Regions from separate parts of the Mus musculus genome. Here region 1 is linked to region 2. The links are chromatin contacts, called in public Micro-C maps. All regions are on one chromosome and are shown on one strand. Each heading gives the region's core, a stretch centred on a gene start, on an enhancer-like site or on the middle of the called end of the contact. The rest is flanking DNA. Distances are from core to core; before and after follow the strand shown.

What was found. Hi-C and Micro-C count contacts between places; a contact is called where the count stands out from the background.
Region 1: a Micro-C map of granulosa cells shows a contact between it and region 2, with 2.2 times the contacts expected there. The contact joins two enhancer-like sites. A contact is called at or near these places in 10 of 39 promoter capture datasets (3T3-L1-derived adipocytes, the HPC-7 cell line, embryonic stem cells and 4 more), 1 of 484 Hi-C or Micro-C datasets (granulosa cells), 1 of 115 datasets of contacts at active chromatin or transcription factors (stem cell-derived neural progenitor cells) and 3 of 9 other capture datasets (adipose tissue, liver and pancreatic islet).

The regions. Positions count from the first base shown.
Region 1 is chr12:16,789,119-16,793,083 of GRCm38.p6, reverse strand. All of the region lies in intron 1 of Greb1 (gene regulated by estrogen in breast cancer protein), which reads left to right. Among named protein-coding and RNA genes, the nearest start is that of Greb1, 9.8 kb to the left of the region's middle. Within about 2 kb of position 2,388, at least 73 of the 459 cell types and tissues checked have an H3K27ac peak or open chromatin away from gene starts, as enhancers often do. A contact at or near this core is called in granulosa cells, where this site is marked.
Region 2 is chr12:16,689,190-16,692,999 of GRCm38.p6, reverse strand. Greb1 (gene regulated by estrogen in breast cancer protein) reads left to right here. Exons shown (of 35, transcript NM_015764.4): 25 at 213-315; 26 at 2,083-2,241. Among named protein-coding and RNA genes, the nearest start is that of Ntsr2, 38 kb to the right of the region's middle. Within about 2 kb of position 2,164, at least 1 of the 459 cell types and tissues checked has an H3K27ac peak or open chromatin away from gene starts, as enhancers often do. A contact at or near this core is called in granulosa cells, where this site is marked.

The DNA of each region.
Region 1 (3,965 bases), core at 1,139-3,638, 100 kb before region 2:
AGATCAGGTGTTCCCACCACCTGAGGGAAGCCTGTAGGGCTTTTTCTTAACCAGTGATTGATGGGGGAGGGCCCAGTTCACCGTAGGCGGGTCCTCCTTTGGGCTGGTGGTCCTGGGTTCTATAACAATGTCGACTGAGCAAGTCATGGGGAAGCAAGTTAGTAAGCAGCATCCCTCCATGGCCTCTTCATCAGCTCCTGCCTCCAGATGCCTGTCCTGTTTAAGTTTCTGCCCTGAATTCCTTCAGCAATGGAAGTGTAAGCCAAATAAACCCTTTCCTCCCCAACTTGCTTTTGGTCATGGTATTTTATCATAGCAATAGTAACCCCAATTAGGGCAATACTTAAGGTCATCATTGCTAGGTTTTATGTTACTTCCATGCTTACTTTTTTAATTAAAAATTTTAATGTGCGTGTCTGTGTATTTTGGTCTGCACATATGTCTGTGTGCTACATTCAGGTCAGGTGCTTGCAGAGGCCAGAAGAGGACATCAAATCCTCTGGAACTGGAGTTACAGATGGTTGTGAGTCACCATGTGGGTACTGGGACTCAAGCCTCAGTCCTCTGGGAGAGCAGTCAGTGCTCTAAACCTCTGAGCCATCTCCCAACCCCTACATGGTTAATTTTATGAGAAGTTGTGAAGTAGTGTGCCAGTGTGACCGTGTTCCTTTATATCCTCATAGCTAGGCACAAGGTTCTAGGGTCTCTGCGTCTTTGTCAGTCTTTGGTATTACCACTTCCCACTTAGCCTTTCTGCAAGGTATGTGGTGGTGTCTTATTGTCCTTTTAAAAGGTTTGTTTTTATGTATGTGTGTATACTACATATGTGAGGGTGTCCACAGAGGCCAGAAGAGGGCATTGGATCCCTTTGGGATTGGTGGTTGTGAGCTGCCATCTGTGGGTGCTGGGAACTAAACTTAGGTCCTCTGTATAAGCCACAAGCTCTCTGAACCCCTAAGCGATCCCTCTTGCCCCCTCTCCAGGTTCTCTGCTGTCTATCCTTTCTGCTTTAGTAAAGTGACACTTCACACCTTTGGCCCACTTTCTGATTGCACTGTTGGGCTTTGCTCTCCCCTGGATGCATACTTTGTGAGCGTCTCCTTCCACGTGTGCCTTGTTTCTTCATTTTCTTAGCATGGGCTTTGGCAGAGCAGAATTCTTATTAAAGTCTAGTGTATCAGCTGTGTGTGTGTATTTGTATATGTATGTCTGCGTGTGCCCCTATGTGTGTCTGTGTAACTGTGTGTCTCTCTGTGTATGTATTTGTGTGTGTGTGTGTGTGTGTGTGTGTATATATATATATATATATATATATATATATATATATATATATATATGTCTGCATGTGCCTCTATGTGTGTCTATGTGTCTCTATGTGAGTGTATTTGTATATATATGTCTGAGTGTGTGTATCTGTGTACCTCTCTGTGTGGGTACTTATATATGTATGTTTGCATGTACCCCTATGTGTGTGTTTGTGTCTGTGTGTGTATTTGAATATATATATTTGTTTGTGTGTCTCTTTGTGTGGGTTTTTGTATATGTATGTCTGTGTATCTATATTGTGTGTGTGTTTGTATATAAATGTTTCTCTGTGTGTGCCTTTGTCTGTGTGTCTATATATGTATGTGTATTTGTATATATATATATATATATATATGTCTGAATGTGTGTATCTATGTGTCTCTCTGTGCGGGTATTTGTATATGTATGTCTGTGTGTCTCTCTGTGTGTGTATCTATCATCTATCTGTGTGTATCTGTGTATCTCTGTATGCTTGTATATGTATGTCTGTGTGTGCATCTATAAGTGTGTTTGTGTAATATGCTTTTGATGTTAAATTAATAAGCTCTTTGACTAACTCTAGTTCACAAAAACATTCTATTATTTAAAGAACTGCATTCTGGTCACATGCTTTCTTTGAGTCTGTGGGCCTCTGGGAGTCAACTGTTGTTAAAGGTGCTGTGGTTTAGGTCCAGGTTCACTTCCTTGCTGGGTTGTTCCAGTACCGTTTGTTGGAAAAGCTTCCTCACCTCCGCTGAATTGCTTTCGAGCTGATTTCTAAGATGGTCAGAGTTGATCTTTCTTTGAACTGGAGGAGAGAGAAATTGACAGAGCACTGGGCTCCACCCCCAGCATAAACCGTGTGTATGGCGTATGCCTGTGAACTGGGCAGGCTGGAGGTGGAGGCAGGAAATCAGCAGTTCAAGAGCATCTTTGGCTACACAGAGGATTTGAGGCTAGCCTGGGCTACCCGAGCCCCTCGTCTCAAAAAAACCAAAGTTGTTGCTGTAGATGTGTTTTTAAGGTAACTCTAGGCATCCAGATAGCCATGAATACAGTCAGCTTTAGGACACTGTGAGTCAAGATTGTGCAGTAGCTGAGTGGGGATATGAGTCAGGGCAGACGGACTGGCTGTGCTGATGGCGTCTGGCAGCCTGCAGTATCCTAGGCTGATCTGGGGCACCCTGACCTGTAGGGTGAAGTTAACCTTGTGGTTGGTATGGGGCATGACCTGCCTGGGCTCCTTCAGGGACTGCCTTGCCTAAACTGCTGGCCAATTTTAGCTATCAGCTCCTATCAGACCTCCCCACCCACTGAAGAGGTTTGAGAAGTTGGGTTTAGAAACCTGGGTAGCCAATATGTGGAATTTAAATGCAGTCTGGGAAATGTGAGTTTCCATTTGTTAAGGATACTGATAACTTTAAAAAATGTTCTAATACACAGATGTGCTCACTGGAGAAATTAAGGAAAAAAATACAATTATGCAAACTGTATCTGAAATTTTCTTGTCCTGAAAAAATTCTTGTGAACCCTAAATTATTTTGGAAGAAATTATCTTTTTTTTTTTTTTTTTTTTTTTTTTTTTTTTGGCAATTCATTCCAAAACCCCTTTCTCAGTCCAGTTGAGTCATGGAAAGACAAAGCTAGTTTGGAAACAAAAATTCTCTCAATGGCTGAATCTGGAGAGAATTTTCAACATGGCTGGCCATGCTGCTGAATGAGGCCTTTGTGTGTGGGGGCAGAGGTCATACCAGAGAGCCCAGCAGTATTAAAAGGTGGGGAGCCTGGGGTCCGGCTGTGGCCAAAGCTGCAGAATGGGCTTTTGTTTCCCCTGGTCTGCTGTCCCAGGGAAGGCCGAGGACATCAAAGGCATGTCTACAGACTGTTATCTGGCCTCATCCTTTGCCCTGCCAGCACAAGGAGGTCTCCCTGTGGGGAGCCAGGGTGAGGGAGCCCTGAGCTAACACCCACTGTTAATTGTAGGCAGGGGTTGATCAACGACATTAGCATTTGCCAATTCTGTCCGGCTCTCTGATTTGTTTGGAGGAAAATATATTGATTTCTTTATCTGATTAAAAGATTGAAAAGCATTCTGTTCAGAATCAAAGATGATATGTGCTGGTGGCAGAAAATGTATAAGTGGAAGAGAAAGCAAAACAAGAAATAAATTCCTTTTTCTAGAGATAAGCACTGTCAGCATTTGGGGGCACCATCAATCTTTACACTTTTTTTGTTTGTTTTGGTGTGTGTGTGTGTGTGTGTGTGTGTGTGTGTGTGTGTGTGAGAGAGAGAGAGAGAGAGAGAGAGAGAGAGAGAGAGAGAGAGAGAGAGAGAGAGCATGTGTGTGTGTATACATGTGCACAAGCCATAGCAGGTCAGAGGACAACTTGGCACAGTTCTGTCCTACCATGTGGGTCCAAGCGTCAGTAGGATAGGCAGCAAGTGCCTTTACCCTCTGAATCATCTGGATGGCCATTGCTATTGTGTTGCTTTGTTTTATCTTGAGACAGGGTTTTACTAGGGCACAGAGAAATTGTAACCATTTTACCTAATAAATAACCATCTGTTACCTCAATGATACTTTTGAACAGTTCCTATAAGGGATAGGTGTAAATTTATAATATTTAGCAGTATATATTCACTATAATATAAATATAATGTAAATATTTGATTAAGCAGAG
Region 2 (3,810 bases), core at 915-3,414:
ATGCATGCACATGCCATGTCCCTGGATGAAGGCAGATCTAGTACATATCCTTGCTTTGTTCAATGCATTGGTGAATGCCGTGCACCCACATGGTTCTCATTGCTATGATGTGCCTTTCCAGGAGACTTCAGGAGGCAGGAGGATGTTCTGGTTGGTGTTCAGCACGGGGACAGGCTTCCTATCTCTGGGCTCTGATTCTAGTGTCTTCACAGATTGGGAAGACAGGTGCCTACCTGCAGTTCCTCAGTATCTTGTCCAGGATGCTGATTCGGCTGACAGAAGTGGATGTTTACGACGAAGAAGAGATCAATACCAGTGAGTTGTGTCTGGTGACCCTTGGGCTTGGGCAAGTATCCTTCGACCTTTGTCAGTGGCCATGGTAACTGTGTCTCCTTCCGCCTATCAGAATGGGTTCTCAGGTTCACAGTTTGGCTTGTCCCAAGGGTCTTTTCTTTCTTGTAGTCATTTTTTCCTTCATATAGAATGATTCTTAATATAGAATTTTGTAAGGATAGAGTTACTAATGCTGAAACAATCCAGGCTTACTTATTGACTACTTTCCATGTGTCAAACACTGTGATAGATTCTATCTCCATTTGATCTTCAATACAGCAGCCCTGTGAGCTAGGCTATTGACCTCTTATGTTAGGAGCCGAGCTAAGCAGTACCAAAGCAGGAACTGGGCTTCACTGGTTCATGGCCTGTAGAATGTGGAGTTCTTTATCAGGGAGGGTCCCCCAGCTAAGACAACCAAATATCCAGGACAACATTTAGGGGAGAAAGAACTGTATATACTGGGAGAAGAAGGTGTCTGAATCCTGTTTTCTGAGTAGATTTGATTGGAGGAAGGCAAACATCTTTCTGCATATGCCCTGTGCTGATGATAAAGTACACACTGTTTCCCCCCTCATCCTGTTCATAATGCATCCATATCGTTCCCATATGGACTTGTCCTGCAAACATACCTGTGCCCTTGTGTAGGGGGAATTGACTGCCATGCAGAGGTCACCAGCTGCACCACACTGGAGTCAGGAAACTCCTGTGAGCACTATCTGAGCCTGAGCTTGATCAGGAAAATCTTTGATCCAGTATTCCCATCCAGCCCTCTCCTTGTAGTTTCTGTGGTTTTCCCACACCAGGAGCTGTTGAGTGTCTGTCACCTTGCTTTCTTGGATAGAACAGTGATGAAGACAGGATTTGAACACACTTCATCAAACCTGAATGGGTGTTTTCTTAACTACTCTATTACATCGGGGTTTATTGTTGTTGTTGTTGTTGTTGTTTTGTTTGTTTGTTTGTTTTCTTTGCAAACTGTCGATACTTCCTCTTTCATGGGTATGAAGTGCCTATTAAAGGTCTGGTAAATTCCTTCCTCCTTGTGGTCATGTCTACTGCCCAGGTATATGGTATATACTTAAATTGGCACCTATAACCTTCTCTATAGTACACATTCACCATAATATAGGCTATCAATCTATCATGTAATTGGAACTGGACCAATTAGTTTTTTGGCTGGCTAATCTTGATGAGTACCAGAAGGCTGAACCAAGCTTAGTCTAAGAGACTGCTGGCAAGTGTAAAATGTGGGTTATGTTGTGAGTGTCGCTGATCTTTGCTGTGGAAAGCCGTAGCTCAAGTACTTTCTAGAGGTAGAGCGACACCAACTGAGTCACACTGGCTGGGGTGGCTTAGATGATAGAGTAAGAAAGAGACTTGCACAGGTACCACAAGCACAAGCTCGAGCTGTGCATAAAATAGGTGTTTCTAGAAGGCAGCATGAGCCCAAGGCTCAGGATTGTGGAGGATTGGAAGCCAGTGTATGGAGCAGAGAGCAGACCTGCATCTACATGAGACAGAGTGAAGGCTATTCACCTGAGTGGAGACATATCTCAGTGCATGACCTTGTCCTATTAGAGCCATCCTGAAATATAGCCATGTCAGAAGCTTTTTAGATATAGTAGAGGTCCCCCAAAAGCTGTAGATTGACAGTGATTAGGTTCCACACGCCATCCTTGGGCACAGTTAAATAACCCAGCCTTACATCTCGTTTCTCATGTGTCTCTTTTCCTGCCAATCTCACAGGCTTCCGAGAGGAATCGGAGTGGCGTTACCTCCAGCTGGCCGACCCCTGGCCAGACCTGGAGCTCTTCCAGAAGATGCCTTTTGATTACATCATTCATGACCCGAAGTATGAGGACGCCAGTCTGATTTGTTCACACCCTCAGACCATCAAGAGTGAAGGTCAGGGGCTAGGGAGACAGCTTCAGTTGGCGAAGTGCTTGATGCCCACACATGAAGACCTGAGCTCAGATCCCCAGCATCCAAGTAAAAAGATGAGCATGCCAGTGCATGTCTGTAGCTAAGGGAGTCAGTTGAGACAGGTAGATCTCAGGGGCCTGCTGATTAGCCCATCTATCCAATTGGTGAGCTTCAAATTCAGGCAAGATCCTATCTCAAAAAATAAAATGGAAAAAAAAAAAAAACTCTTGAGGAAGACATCTGGTCAACCTCTAGCTTCTACATGCACCTATGCGGGCATGTGAACACATGGGTAATAACACACACACACACACACACACACACACACACACACACACACACAGAGTGAGGCTACACTGGATGTCTTACTTCACTCTTGTCCAAAGTGCATAGGCTACATTGCTTCTTATGTATTATTAGAAATCAGCTGGCTTGAGATATATCCTGTTAGCGATGCTATTTGGTATTAAGTGAGCAACTTACCAGAATCTGGTTCAGCCCCGACACTGCTCTCTGCAGGTTGAAGGAAGGAACTACCACAGAGTTCATGAGAGCCCCAGGAACTTCTTGTGATTGAGATACGTTAAAAGTTAAGTGGATATTAGCCCCAAACCTAGGATTCTCAAGATATAAGATACAATTTGCTAAACACATGAAACTCAAGAAGAATGAAGACTGAAGTGTGGACACTATGCCCCTCCTTAGAATTGGGAACAAAACACCCATGGAAGAAGTTACAGAGACAAAGTTTGGAGCTGAGATGAAAGGATGGACCATGTAGAGACTGCTATATCCAGGGATCCACCCCATAATCAGCATCCAAACGCTGACACCATTGCATACACTAGCAAGATTTTATCGAAAGGACCCAGATGTAGCTGTCTCTTGTAAGACTATGCCGGGGCCTAGCAAACACAGAAGTAGATGCTCACAGTCAGCTAATGGATGGATCACAGGGCTCCCAATGGAGGAGCTAGAGAAAGAACCCAAGGAGCTAAAGGGATCTGCAACCCTATAGGTGGAACAACATTATGAACTAACCAGTACCCCGGAGCTCTTGACTCTAGCTGCATATGTATCAAAAGAGGGCCTAGTCGGCCATCACTGGAAAGAGAGGCCCATTGGACATGCAAATTTTATATGCCCCAGTACAGGGGAACGCCAGGGCCAAAAAGGGGGAGTGGGTGGGTAGGGGAGTGGAGGTGGGTGGGTATGGGGGACTTTTGGTATAGCATTGGAAATGTAAATGAGCTAAATACCTAATAAAAAATGGGAAAAAAAAGAATCTAAAAAAAAAAAAAGAATTAACATAGCCATGTTAAAAAAAAAAGTTTGGTTAGTGGAGGGTAAAAGATGTGCATTTCTAGTTATGAACTTGTCACCAAATAGATATATATGTTCCCCTGTCCTCAGTGTCTTCTTTCTCCTCAGGGAAACTGACTTCTGTGGTATATGAGGGCAGCCTTAGCTAACAATGCTGGGAGTATCTAGTGGGATTATTAGTGTAGCCTGAGAAAATATAGTAAATGTCATGCCAGGGAAAACAGCTTA